Linked DNA regions of Sorghum bicolor: region 1 is linked to region 2. A link is a contact called in public HiCAR-type data. All regions are on one chromosome and are shown on one strand. The core of a region is the stretch at or near the end of the contact, and the rest is flanking DNA. Distances in the headings are between cores, read along the strand shown.

Evidence for each region. HiCAR-type assays count read pairs that join an accessible place to other places.
Region 1: a HiCAR-type map of leaf shows a contact between it and region 2, with 5 times the contacts expected there. The contact joins the promoter of LOC8072020 here to the promoter of LOC8072012 in region 2. A contact is called at or near these places in 1 of 4 Hi-C or Micro-C datasets (leaf mesophyll) and 1 of 1 datasets of contacts at active chromatin or transcription factors (leaf).

The regions. Positions count from the first base shown.
Region 1 is chr6:40,214,053-40,220,923 of Sorghum_bicolor_NCBIv3, forward strand. LOC8072020 (protein enabled homolog) reads left to right here and starts at 5,542. Exons shown (of 4, transcript XM_021462720.1): 1 at 5,542-6,810. The coding sequence starts at 5,996.
Region 2 is chr6:40,074,654-40,081,889 of Sorghum_bicolor_NCBIv3, forward strand. LOC8072012 reads right to left here and starts at 5,712. Exons shown (of 13, transcript XM_002447676.2): 1 at 5,428-5,712; 2 at 5,193-5,318; 3 at 3,640-3,737; 4 at 2,448-2,534; 5 at 2,141-2,271; 6 at 1,989-2,061; 7 at 1,860-1,905; 8 at 1,661-1,770; 9 at 1,428-1,535; 10 at 1,270-1,329; 11 at 732-793; 12 at 262-574. The coding sequence starts at 5,620.

The sequences.
Region 1 (6,871 bases), core at 4,292-6,791, 140 kb after region 2:
CTGAGCAAGTATCGACCAAGAGGAAATTGGCCGCCATCGGCTAATCTCTCTGCTGCCGATAGGTAGACGGAGGTTGGTCCTACCAATCGGCCACAGAAGACGAACTTATCTAGCCACATATTCAGGAAAATGGCATGTTCCCTCTGCCCAACTGGTCCTATTCTCTGGTACTTCTGAATGTACCCTGACCACCTGCCGATGTTACGGGTTTCTACTTTGCGCTCGGGTTTACGATCGTATAGGTGGCTATCATCGGCAGTGGATATATCTAAACTCGTAAGCATGAGCACATCGGCAAGAGTAGGTGAAGCAGAGCCATGACCAAATATGATAGCATTGAGGGTATCTGACCAGAAGTATGAAGCTGCTATCAGTAGTGATTCGTTTCTCTCCATATCGGCAATGGATAGCCTGATGCACTAGTCTAATTTACGCTCTCCCCATCGGACTTCATTTGAGTTGCCGATTCTCAGAAACCAATCTTTCCACCCCTTAGTAGAACTGGGCCAGGATCGAAAGGTGTCTTTCCACAGATCTAATGAGAAGTTTTCAGCTCTAAAGGGAATCCTATTGGTTTCTGCATTTATCAAATCGGTAGGATCCGGATTGCCCAATGGCCCAAGACATTGGAGATGGGGTTGTTCAGTGGGAATCACAATTTTATCGGCCAACTCCTAAAAGGTTTCAAGGTTGAAAGAATAGAAAGAACAGAGAAGAGAAAAACATACTCAGTAAATAGATTTGCAGAAAATAGAAGTACGACAAGAAAAAGGGAGAGATGAAGAAAATTGATCTCAGGGACAGTGAAGTTAATGGCCATTTTCTTCCCGGGGAAGAAGAGGATCGACGGATTGAGGGACTGTTGGTGCTCACTGAGGTTCTTGGGCTCCTCGAACAGTACCGCCACCAGGAAGATGGGTTTGGAGAATGTGGAATGACAAGGTGGAGGAAGAGTACCAAGGAAGGCAGTATTTATAGGATAAAGTGAGCAGGGGCAATTTTGACTTATCTCTTTGCTGTATCCGTGAAATCCGAGGGTATTCAGGTGGATATGTAACTGTTCGCACGATAATCAAGGGATTGTGTAGGTGATTTGACAGCAAGCGGTCGTGATTTTGAAGAAATTTTACTGTGCGAGATCTCCTGGTCGGCTCATCGGCAGTATGTCTCTAACGGAAATATTGCCGATGAGCATATGTTTGAGAGATTCAGTTCTGAGAGTCGAGAGATTTGAGGAACATGCTAGAGAATCGGGCAGAGGTTGTTTGGGTTTGGCAATTGATGACCGTTAGGAGGAAATAATTGCGAAAAGGGCGTATTTATTGGAGAAAATTTCGGAGCATTAATGATTTTATACTCCAGAATTGGGGTGCATGTGTCGACGCCGTTTTTGGACAAGTGTCTTTGGACGTGTATCTGGGAATTAATGAAATATAGATCAGCAGATGAAAGAGTGGTGACTGGTTATCAGAAGAGTTGCCGATGAGATTGATGCCGATGGAGAGACAGCAGGATATAGCTAAGGGTGGTGGCCGATCTATGCCGATGACTGATGTTGGTGATTGCCGATGCCGACAAAAGGTGGTTTGCCGATAATTAGCAAGGGAAAACATAGGATTGGTAAGGCCGATCGGTTGTGGTGGATAAATTAATGTTTTTCATAGTTATTAGAGTTTGTTCTGCATATGGATTTCGTTCAATTTGGAATTCGAGTCCTAGTCGTGTCTGATTGTAACTCTTTTGAACAGGGTATAAATATAGACCCCGTGGCGATGTAATGAATATACACAATCAATCAAACACAAGTTTTTATAAATATTCTAGCATCTACTTTTTCGACGACTTCGTCACCCTGTATATTTTCTTTTTACTTACGAGTTCTTAGGAATTCATCGAGTTAATCTCGACGAGTTCTTAAGTTCCGCGTGAATACCTCTTGGCCGTGACATCCGGGCGCATCGCTGTTGTCGGGACCAAACTGTTGAAGTTATCACCTTTGTCGATTGTAAGGTCAAATCGGCTGGCACGCCTTAACGTTGAATCGGGTATTAGCCCTTTGTGTTTGCAGATCTACTTTTGCATCAACAAAAACTATTATTTATATTATAATTATGGCGTGCTCATTTTATGTATTTTGATACGTATATTGTTCTCATTGCGTACAAGTAGTCATATATGTTCGACCAAGTGTAATTTTCAATCAGGGGTATAATGGACTATTTGCATGATAACAACCCAGTCCTGCAGCTGGAGCAGAGCTGTGTGCCAAACAATACTGTCTGCTCCACAAACTCCACGATGGAACTGCTCTATGATAGAGTTCGTGGAGCAGAGCTGGAAAAACGGGAGCGAAGTAGTGCCAAACACCCTCTAAAGGACGAGGCCTAAACGTCCCTTTTCCAAACATATTGCTATTTAGAGAGTAGAGCTGTAGCTACCCTGTAGCTTGGAGAAAATATATACTATGATATATCTTAATTTTCTATTTCACAAACATGTAATTATTACTTCTATATACTACTACTTCCTCTGCTAGCTCCAAATTATAAGTAACTTTAACTTTTTAGTATGTCTATTTTACTATGTCTCTAGACATACATTATATCGAGATATATAGTAACAAAACGATTTATAAATTGTAACGAAGGTAGTACTAACCAACTTTTCCTACTTGACGAAGACTGCATCAAAATGACATTATATAATTTTTTTTTATCAGCGAATATAGCTCGTTTATCATGAGAATTACATGACATAGCTACGATAGAACCGTCATAGCACAGATTATAAACCACCAAGCTGGTGAGAAACTAAGAAACAATAAAAAGGAAAGGATACAATAGAGGCAACACCTACAACCTACAAACTGAGCCCGAAAGGGAAAAAAAAGATACAACCAGCGGGGACCAAACAAATTAAAGGCCCATCAAAATTTTCCTTCACGTGCGCTCTTGTAGCGGGGACCAAACAAGTGATTTATATATATGATTCCACTTCAACGATCGATTAATTCAACACTGCCAAAATCTCAATCGACGTGGCTTAAACGCCAGCGTTGCATGATCACAAACCAAGGTTAAGGTGCTCTCTGTTGCCATTTGGCAGTCATGTCGCCCTCGGAATTAAGTGAAGAAGCTCCTGTTTTCTCTCAACATTGGTCGATCGGAGTACACGATTCAATTCAGTAGGAAGAACATCACCTTCTCCAAGATCCTAGGCATTATCACAAATTGCCATGCATGGGGGAAGGAAAAGGTTTCCCCTCTTGGGTGCATGCAAGCTAGTAGAACCCTAGCTCGCTAGCTAGCCTGTACTTCATGTCTCTCTTCTAGAGTGACAGATCATGCATGCCTTGATAGTTCATTAGGGCGGGCTAACACACATGTCACTGAATTCTAAGCAAAAAGTTTAAATGCGGCGTGAGTGAGAGACACTCAAAAGATTTATTAAGTGGTGTGGGGCACCGCCATGCCACGGATGCATGATACTCCACGCTGGGAGGTGGTGCTGTGGATCACAATCTATTTAGATTAGTCTTAAGGTCAGTCTCAATGCATAGTTTTATACCACAGTTAGCAAGATTATAAACTAGGTAACCGAGCCACATGAGTTTCATGAGAATGAAACTCTTCTCTAATGTGATGAAATTCTTTTATTTAATGATCATGCCAAGTCAGCAATTTTGCTTATGTGGCACCCTATTTAATGTACAGGATACTTTTATGAAACATGTATTAAGACTAGAGGTAATTTGGACTAAACCTGGCTGGGTCATGCATTTTATTTTATTTTTTTGAGCAAACCTGGTTGGGTCATGCATGCATGCATGTTTTCCTGCTGGGCCACACGGCAACACAAGCTATGATGTGGTCCAGCCCAGTTGCACAAAGGGTTTAGTATGCTTTTGTTATGGCACTTGGTTTATTTCTTATATTTAGCGTTTCTAAACTGATGATACAGGAAACGCATTGCACGTTTAAAATTCCCCTGAAAAATTCTAAGTGGAGAATACAATAGCCGACAGTATATAGAATTAAAATTGTCATTTTGAAACATTATTAATGATCTAGTTGATTTTTGAATGTCGTCCCTACCAACTCAATACAAATGGATTTTTCGCAAAACTAGAATGGGTAGACATAGAAATTAAAATCCTATACCAAACAAAAAATACTTTTAGACTAAAAAAATAGGGATCTTTTGTAAAATATGACCCAATTCGACCATCCTGTCAAGATTCTATCGTTCTGATGATAACGTTGCATTGACACCTTCACCCTCTCGTCTGTTGGTAACACCTATATATATAGTTTAGAAAGTGTGCCATCCAAAATTTATATTCTCACGATTTGAGTTGCCTGGTTTTTTTTTATGCTGCAAAGACATTTGATTTACGGTAAAGCTATATGTCACTTAAGTGTTTCTCCTGTTGTTTGCCCTCGATTTCTTCTTGGCCATCAGATCCAACGGCAGTTCTTCTTAGCCTTGTTTAGTTCCCAAAAATTTTACAAAATTTTTCAGATTTTCCGTCACATCGAATCTTAGACGTATGCATAGAGTATTAAATATAGATGAAAATAAAAACTAATTACACAGTTTGGTCGAAAATGACGAGACAAATCTTTTGAACCTAGTTAGTCCATAATTAGACAATATTTGTCAAATACAAACGAAAGTGCTATTATTCATATTTTACAAAAAATTTTGAAAGTAAACAAGGCCTAAGTTTGGCGGCTTTAGAAATGAGCTTCACGGTATATATATATAGTCAAGCAGCAAAGACTGTGGCAAGACAATTAGGAGCCCTAGCGATGATAGAGATGTCCATAGCTAGAGCTCGCTGCGAAAGCTAGAGCTCGCTGCGAAAAAAAAAGCTGCCACGACCGTGCAAGGTTGCATCTAAACCCTGTGTGGCCGTAGTAGGAATGAGGAAAAAGATGAACATTAAAAAAATTCAAGTGTTCCTCCTATAACACCCGAACCTCTAGTAGATATACTCTTGATTTAATTTACAGGAGTAGTAGTTAAGCCTTAGATCTTGTTTGGATGTAGTCAGATTCGAATCAATCCACGTGTGTTGGACTGGATTGGAGTGGAACTTGAACTAAATTCCATCTCAATTCACTCCAATTGAGATGAATCTGATAACATCCAACAGCTTATGTGTGTCGTGGTCCGATTTCCAGAAAGCGCCGCCACACATCGCAGCAGCGGCGCTCTGAACGGCCACGACGTACGTTGGCCGTGCCGAAAGCAGCAAGGCAAGCAGCTTACACGGCCGCACGGGGTCCCGTACGACCAGCGCAGGGCTGCTCTCGCCGGAGACGACGACGCGACCCGACCCGGGAAAGCAACGCCGCCGGTCACAGGCGGGGCTACACATCATGGTGTTACCACGTAAGCACCTCCCCCCGCCCCGCGGGCTCCACGTACGTCTTCCGCGAAACACCCTGAGGGACGGCGGTTTTGCGTTGCAACCCTCTGCACGGCGGCCCCTGCCGTTCCTTTTGTCCCCGCAGGACCCGGTGGGGGGCCCAATAGTTAGTCCCCTCTCTCTCTCTCTCTCTCGCCGCGTCGAAGCTAGACTACTCCCTCTCCTCCCTATATGTGCGTGCTCGTCTCCGAGGTCGTCGTCTTCTTCTCTCTCTAATATCTCTCCTCCTCCTCCTTGCTGCGGTGCTGCCCCGTGCCATGCTGCTACTGCTCCCTCCCTTGCTCTTCCACCTCTAGCAACTTCTTCCGCTCTTCCCCCCTCCTCCTTCTCTCCCCTCGCATCTCATCTCATCTCAACTCCTGTTGTAGCTAGCCCACACGAGCGGCCGTCGCGTCTGCGCTGCGGTCGGTCGTCGCTATCTGACGCGCGCGTCCCCGCCCCCGCAGCAAGGCGGAGGGGACTCAAGGAGCGAGTAGTGCACGGAGGAGCAAGCGAGGCGGCGCGCGCGCACGCTAGGCCGGGCCGGGCCGGGGCGGATGGCATGAGCCGGCGGCAGCCCGGATGGTCCCGGCTCGGAACCTGCAGCCGCCGCTCCTCCGCGACGCGCATGCCACGCCCTGCGCCGCCGCCGCCGCCGCAGGCCTCGGCGTGACGCCGACGGCGGCTTCGAGCCACATGGCACAGGAGCCCATCGACAAGCACCACAGCGAGCCGTCGACCAAGCCGCCGCCGCCTCCGCCGCCGCAGGAGAGGCAGCAGCAGCAGCAGCAGGCGGACGACCAACACACGCGCCACGCCCACGCCCACAGGGAGCAGCAGCAGCAGCTGACGCTGCGGCCGCTCCAGCCCGCCGGCAGCAGCCACCAGGAGGCCGCGGGCACCAGCGGGAGCAGCAGCGGAGGGAGCAGCGGCAACGGCGGTGCCGGGGACTGGCTCCGGCTCGGCCTCGCCCCGGCGTCCCCCAGCGCCGCAACGCACCCCGGCGTCGCCTTCGCAGCAGACCGCGCGGCGGGGCCGCCGTCGCCGCTGCTGCTGTCGTCGTCGGAACCGCAGCGGCCGCCGCCGCCGCCGCCGCTGCTGTCGTCGCAACGACCGCCGGGCATGGGCTTCCCACCGGGGCCCTTCCTGCACCAGGCCGCGCACGGCATTCCGCAGGCGTCCATAGCCCTGCCCGTGCCGCGCGCCGGGCCGCCCTGGCTGCCGCCGTGGAGCCCCTCCGCGGTGGCGCCACCGCCGCCGCCGTCGCTGATCCCCTTCGGGTTCGGGCACGGCGCGTTCTACACCCCCGGCGCCGGCTCCGGGCTCGACGCGATCAGGGTCGTCCTGCCGCCGTCGGCCGCCGGCGTCTGGTTCGCGCTCCAGGCCGCCCCGCACCAGTGAGTGTTGCACTAGTAGCCATGCGAGCATTTCATGTGTTCATATGTGTGGGCTTCTGTT
Region 2 (7,236 bases), core at 4,462-6,961:
TTCGGTCTCGAATACGGTCGGAAAATATCCGTACCATTTTCATCCCTAATCAGGACAGTTAACAGCACCAATGATACTAAAGCTTAATTCTACTTGCTTATCTTATAATAAGATAATACTAACTGAATAAATTAATTTCAGCAATGTGAATTACTTTCAGGTACCTTTCTCACAGGATATAGAGGTCAGAAGATTGCACACACTAAACATTGGAGAAAATATCGAACCTAAAAATAGAAGAGATAAGTTGGTAGTGCTTACAAGATCTGACGATGGTGCTTGAGGGATTTTCGCCATAGCATTTCCGACATGATACTCATCAGTCATTTCAGTTAATGCCCGCTTCATCAATGCAGCAAAGCTTTGTACTTCACCTGCCAAATGCTTATCAGTCCAGACTTTGGGTTCTAAGAGCTCCCGAAATCCAGTATCATGTTGCCGGTTGATTGATTTTCCAATATCCACTGCCAAAGACATATCACCTCCCAGGTAGAAGGCTAGTGCAAAAGTAGCCACTACCAAAGGATCACATGGTTTGCGTGCCAATGCTTCATGAAAGGCTAAAAGGCTTATCCTGTAGCAGTAACAAGCAAGTTGAATATGTTGGGGAATAACAAAACTACCTCAATTACTTCATTTTCAATAATGTAAAAGAGTCCACATCAGCTAGAAATAGAAGAACGTAAAAAATTTCCTTGTCTGCCACTAACAGGTTGGATAATTCAACTCACCATAGACTATTATGACATGGCCTATTAGGTGCAAGAAAATTATCCAGCTTAGAAAATAAGACCTGCACAAAGAGATCGAATGAAACATAGTAACTTAATGGGAAAACCTACCAACTAAATAAACAAAATTAATCAGCAACAAATGCTCCATTAAAAACCGAAGCATAGCAACAAAACAAAGGAAATGCAATTGTAAACTGTTGCTCTAGCCATATCAGACACAAAGAACAACTCACCCTGAAACCATCAAAACTTGCAACAAGCAAGTCCTAATGTTCATTCAAATTTAAAATGACATTGATTGCAAACTTCGATTAGCTATAATTTTAGGAGCTAAGAGACTGATGAACATTAAAAATGATAATAAATCACAGATTCATAGTGAACATGACAAAATGTTCTGCTCTGGAAAGCGGGGCAGAGCACAAAAGGAGAATAAACTTAAATTTCTATTTCATCTTTACAGCATATCAATTGAAGATTTTAAGTTCCTTTCAATCTACATAACAGCAGTAAACTGTACCAACATAAAACTTACAAGTAGCATATTAGTTCCTTTATCCTTCCTCTTAAAACGAGTCGAAGAAAAATATGCTGCCTGTACAGTAAGATCAAATCATTTAGTCAGCACAATAACAAAAACTCTACAAACATTTGATTTTCAAGATATGTTTGTTTTCCTAGCCATGAGTTTACCTGAAAGGGCAACAAATGTTCAAGGAGGCCAAACCTCCACAGCAACCTTAAAGAAGCTTCAGCTGAACCATAAGCAAGCATATAGTTCATCTCCAGGAGTATCCTTCCCTGTAAAATTGCATGAAAATAAAATAAATCAAAGAGGCAAACATATAAGCTACTTCATTGTGGTTCTTTAGAGAAGCCAAAATCATTGATATAATGAAACTATGTTGTCCATGTCAGAATCAGACCTTGTCAAGTCTTGCCACTGAGTAAGCAAGCGTTCTCACATAATAAGCTGTTTCTTTGGGGAAGCTAAACCCTAAACGAGCTGCAATTCTGATTGCACGTAGAATACGGGCTGTTAATTACATGATCGCATTAATGACAATGATCACACACAAAAAGTAGAACTATAATGAAAGAAATGGTTGAACTTTGGATACTGACCACAGTCCTCCTGGAACGAAGTGCCAGCAGGAATTACAGTCCGAACCTGTTAAAGGGAGAAAACTGCAAAATGAGTGCAGAAAAAGATTGTCGAACAGGGCAACTATGAAACAAACAAGTAACACAGACCTTAGCTTTCTTAATATCTTCAATGCCTCCCAAGTAATCATAGATCTTTTCTGAATATGGGTTGAACATTAACCTGCATATTTCCAAGAAAAAAATAGCACAAGCTGCAATATTGTATGCTTCACATTTGATGAAAGTACAGAAGTACTAACCCATTAATTGTGAAGTCCCTCCCTTGGCAGTTCTTCCAGCGAACAAAATCATTCTTGCTACAATTTTGGCTCTTTGAATTGTAAATTTGGCTACCACTTGACCCCCTTGCACTAGTATAAAAACTTGACACCTGCAAATAAGGACTTTAGATATATCTTGCTAGTTGCCCACTCCAATGCAAAAGGAAATTTTGATTCAACAAATGCCAACAATGAAGTGTGCAGTTTAGCAAGATGTAGCTGATGACAATAGGTCTGTGTTCTGCAGAGGGTGCTAAAATTTACAATCAATAAAAGTTGCACGAACCTCAACGATGGAATTGTTCTCATGTACATGGCATATGGGGAAACGCCTTCCTACTATAACAGCTGATCCAGAGAAAGTGTCTTTAACCTGCAGAATTTAAAATAGTAACAATAATTTTAATTGGCACAAACACATTGTATAAGAAATATCTTCTCTGGCATCTCAACCAACAATCCTGAACATGGAAACTTCACAAACAGAATGAATCAATCACCATCTACGCTGAACTGTGCAAAAGGTATTTCTTTTACCCAAAATATTGACACGGTAATAAACAAAGAAGCATTGCACAAGTAGGGAAAATTTAAACAAGCATACACACTTGATAACTTTATTTGGCACTGGTAGATATGCCATATACTGATAGTAATGTCTCTTCTACATAGTGCCACATCCAATCATCTCTTTTCATATAGGATCGCATCCATATCAAACATATGTTTTCCAAGACTAAAATCATTTATGTCAGTTTGTGGACTCCCAAAATGCCATCACATAGATGCTAGAGAATGCAAAATTGATGGTTCACCAATATCTCACACCTATGTAAGGTATTCAGGATTGTCTGATATGAATTATTGTGACCACAAAAAAAAGGGACCATAAGAATATACTGAAATCTACAAAGAACAAAAGTGTAAGTGTAAGTAAACCAAGATCATTGTTTCCAAGCAAGACATCCTCACATCTAGACACCATCACTTTGACACCATTGAAATGACTAGGTACTGTTAAGTATGTACCATTTAAAAAACTTAAATATAAAGCTACCAAGTAGTTTCACTGTGTTTGGGACAAACAGGCTTTAGGTTATCATTAGCAGCACATCAACAGTGAAGTTCAGAGCAAAAACATAACCAAACTTTAATGTACAGTGTCAATAACATGTACATACAATATACATAATCAAAGTTTATCTTCATTTAAAAAGTGAAACTTTGCACTCAATACACTGAAAGTAACTCTGTCAGTTATAACCAGCAAATCAATCACAAATCTGCAGCATATGTGTCATATTTCTTTTGCAACAAAGTGGTACCTGCTATCTGCAAAATTATAACAGCAACTTAAAATATCTACGCATTACAGTGAAACAATAGCTCCAACACATGATGCCTCAAAACTTGAGTAGACTTTCATTCCAGTAAGACCACTACATCATGATAACATCCTTGTTAATTTGAGTTATAACCTGCCTAAGATCAGCTGTTGTTATTATGTCGAAATCTTTTGGCGTCTTCTTCATTATAAGATCACGAACACAACCACCAACAAGGTACACATCATATCCTGCACAAAAAGGTGAAACATATCAACAAAACCAGTAATGCAATGAACGAGCAACAGCAAAGGATACTCAAGCACCTAACTAGAAGATGAGAGAGAGGGAAATACAATGGAATTGAAATATCATACATATTTGATTAGCTGTATTAATCGACTAATAGCACCAGATAGGATACAAATATGGTTTTGCATTTCTATCCAATTAGTCATTTCTCCTGTAATCACATTTATATCTTTCACAAAATAAAGTAGACCATACATGTTTCACTCTGAAATGTGATTTTATCCAAACTACTACAATTTGCTTGCAGAAGCAATAGATACATCTGCTGCAGTATAGATAATAGATTTTTTTTTCTATTCTAGTTAAGTAAAATGCAACTATTATCTGTTGCCCTACTAAGACCTTTTCAGCATCCCTGATATCGTTCATGCGCACAGTCCTATCCCTAGTAGCAAAGGCGGAAGACGTGCATCAAATCAAAGAATCAGGAACAACTCTATATGTTGCTCGTGAGCCACCAAGTACCAGTCTCACAACAGTACTGGCGTTAAGGATCGGTCCTTCACTTGTGGATCATTCTCAAGTCGAACTCGCTCTCTTGCCACGCTTTTGACACACGAACTCGGGGCCAAAGCAATTGTTTGTCTTGCATTGCAGCAATCAAACCAAAATCAAGTATTGAAGTTGAAACACTTCTTTTATTGGTAGCCTAGCTCCCAAAGCTGTTCCAGTCCCTGCCCATCCCTTTGTGGCAGAGCGAGCGCCTTGACTAAGATAGATTGACTCTTTCATTATTGCAGCCTATTCTAGTTCCAATTGTGTTTGAGGAAAACCCCCTTAGGCATCAATGGAACTGTGATATAGGAGTTCAAAAACCTCATTTTGTTTGAGAGATAGTAAAATTTCTTCTTTCAATTGGAATTGAAATATCACACACATCTGATTAGCCATATTGATCGACTACTAACACCCAACAGGATACAAATATGGTTTTGCATTTCCCTATCCGGTTAGCCATTTCTCCTGTAATCACATTTACATCTTTCACAAAATAAAGTATGCATACATGTTTCACGAAATGTGATTTTATCCAAACTACTCAAATTTGCTTGCAGAACCAATAGATACATTCTGTTGCAGTATAGTCTATAGATAATAGATTGTTTGTTTTCTAGTCTAGTTAAGTAAAATGCAACTGGTATCTTTGATTCTAAATATTTGGGGCTATGAGTTGAGTGTTCAATTCAGTCAGCATTTGTTCCGACATTTGAACCATAACTAGTATAATTGAGTTTACTTATAAACGGATGAGCCCTCACCCAAAGGGCTGAAGCCACTAGTTCAATCGCAGGATCTCGGACTGAAATCCAACTCCAACAATGACGTTTCAGGATCAGGCACAAGCACAACAACAAACCAAAACGCTAGCAGTGTCATCGGGGTGGGGGACGCACCTCTGCTGCGGAGGCGGTGTAGTACGTTCCAGGCCTCTGCGGGGATCATGGACTCCTTGATCCCGAACCGCTTGGCACTGACCTTCTTCCACTCCGGCCCGTCCAACCCCTCCGCTCCCGGCGCACCTGCAGAGAATGCCCAGCGCCCACCAGATAAAGAAGAGCAAACCCTTGGGGGGTAGCATTTGGCCGTCACCACTGGACCGACAACGAGAACGGCGGAGGGGAGACTTACCGGCGGATGCGGGGGCGGTAGATGGGGTGGAGGAGTCGGAGGGCGAGGGCGAGGGCGAGGAAGGGGGCTGGGACGGGGACGGTGCGCGGCGGCGGCGCCGTGGGGAGGCGAGCGCCGCGAGTGGGGATGGAGCCAGGCGGCCGGGCCGCGTGAGCGAGCCGAGCCACCGCAGCTCCGGCGAGCGCAGGGCCATCGCGACCGGGACGGCGCGAGCGGGGTGGAGGCACGCAGCTCGCACGCGACGCGAGCGGCGGAGGGTGGTGGATAGGAAGAGCTGGCTGCTGACGGCGGCGAATATGCCAAATCCTCCTCCGCTACTTCTTTCCATTCTTGCTTCTATCGGCGGGCTGCTTTGTGGCCCATGGGCCGTAGCGTCCTCTCATTCGTACCATCAACCTACCCATATATGGGTTGTAGTTTTTTTTTTTTTCCTTTGGTCTCTCTTTAATTTTTGATTGATGATATGGGTGATGGGCAGTACCTCATCCATTTCAAATTATAAGATATTTTGATTATTCTATATTCATAACTTCCGTGTGTATGACGATGTCCTCGTGTTAAGCGGTTCTGTTTTGGAAGTTTGCTATGCTGAAGTGTAAAATCTAGTTGATATAATAAGAAAAAATGCTTACTTTGCACTACTACATAAAAAAGAATAGATAATTATTTTTGAGTAAAATGCTCAAATCAATGCCAAACAGAGTCTTTAGGTCAAATGTTGCTCTCATTCTTAAAAATTGAGGTGCCACTGAATTCACATGTCCATTATATTTGCAAGCAGCACACCTGCAGCATTTTGATCGCTAATGTATGATAGAAGATACTTCTTGGATCTAGATTACAAAATGTTTATCAAATCAATGCAATCATGTGTTCAATGTATAACTCATCCATACTTGTTGGACTTTCAGATAAGGGAACAATGAAAAACTAAAACCTCCTTTTGCTCCACTAGGAGAAATATTTTTTTCACCCATCAAATATATTTGTGAGATCAACGACAAGAGGGTCGTCTTAAGTCCAAACATAGCAGTGTGATTTTTCTTCTCTATATACTATTAAAAAGCGGCAAATGTCCAAATCTACCCGGCAGGACCAAAATCTCCACTGTATGGTACGCCACTACAATCTCTTCCTCACCCTGCCGTTATGTCACTTCCAGAATAATTATTTTCTCGCACCTTGCAACACGCCACTCCCCGCCTCCCCGACAATTGTTTAGCCTCCCTCTTGTGCCCGCGAAAACAAATTCGCGGCCCCAGCGCTGATGCTGCCCTTGCATCATAAACTCGGACACGTGTTGCCGCATACGCTCCGCCATCTCCACAAACTACCTGAGGAAAAAAGTCTTTGCCCCACCGTTGGATGCTACGTCACCGCCACCGTCAATGCAGATGCGCCATCAGAGACCCCGCCGCCTCGACACCGCTCGACGCTCCGTTGCCTCCACAAACTGCCTCGTTGACGCCACCAGACCACCCCTGCCTCGTCAACCCATATACTGTCGCCACAGGCCAGCTACGGGCAGGCGACGAGCGCGCAACTGGTATGCCACCCCTTCTCTTCGGATCTCATCTTACGTCGAGCTCACCGTTGTGGCACCTCTTATGTAGATTACCTGTGCTGCTAGCTTAACTTGACTCAGCTTGGAGCCTCCCTCTACTAACCACAAAGTACTCGGTGGGTTTGTTGTATATTATTTTGTGAACTTGAGAGTTTCATATAACAATAAAATTTGGTGTAGTTGGGTGCTTCAAACATTTTTTTTGTGATGTTTAGAGATTGAAGAACCGAAGAGACTTCTTCCAG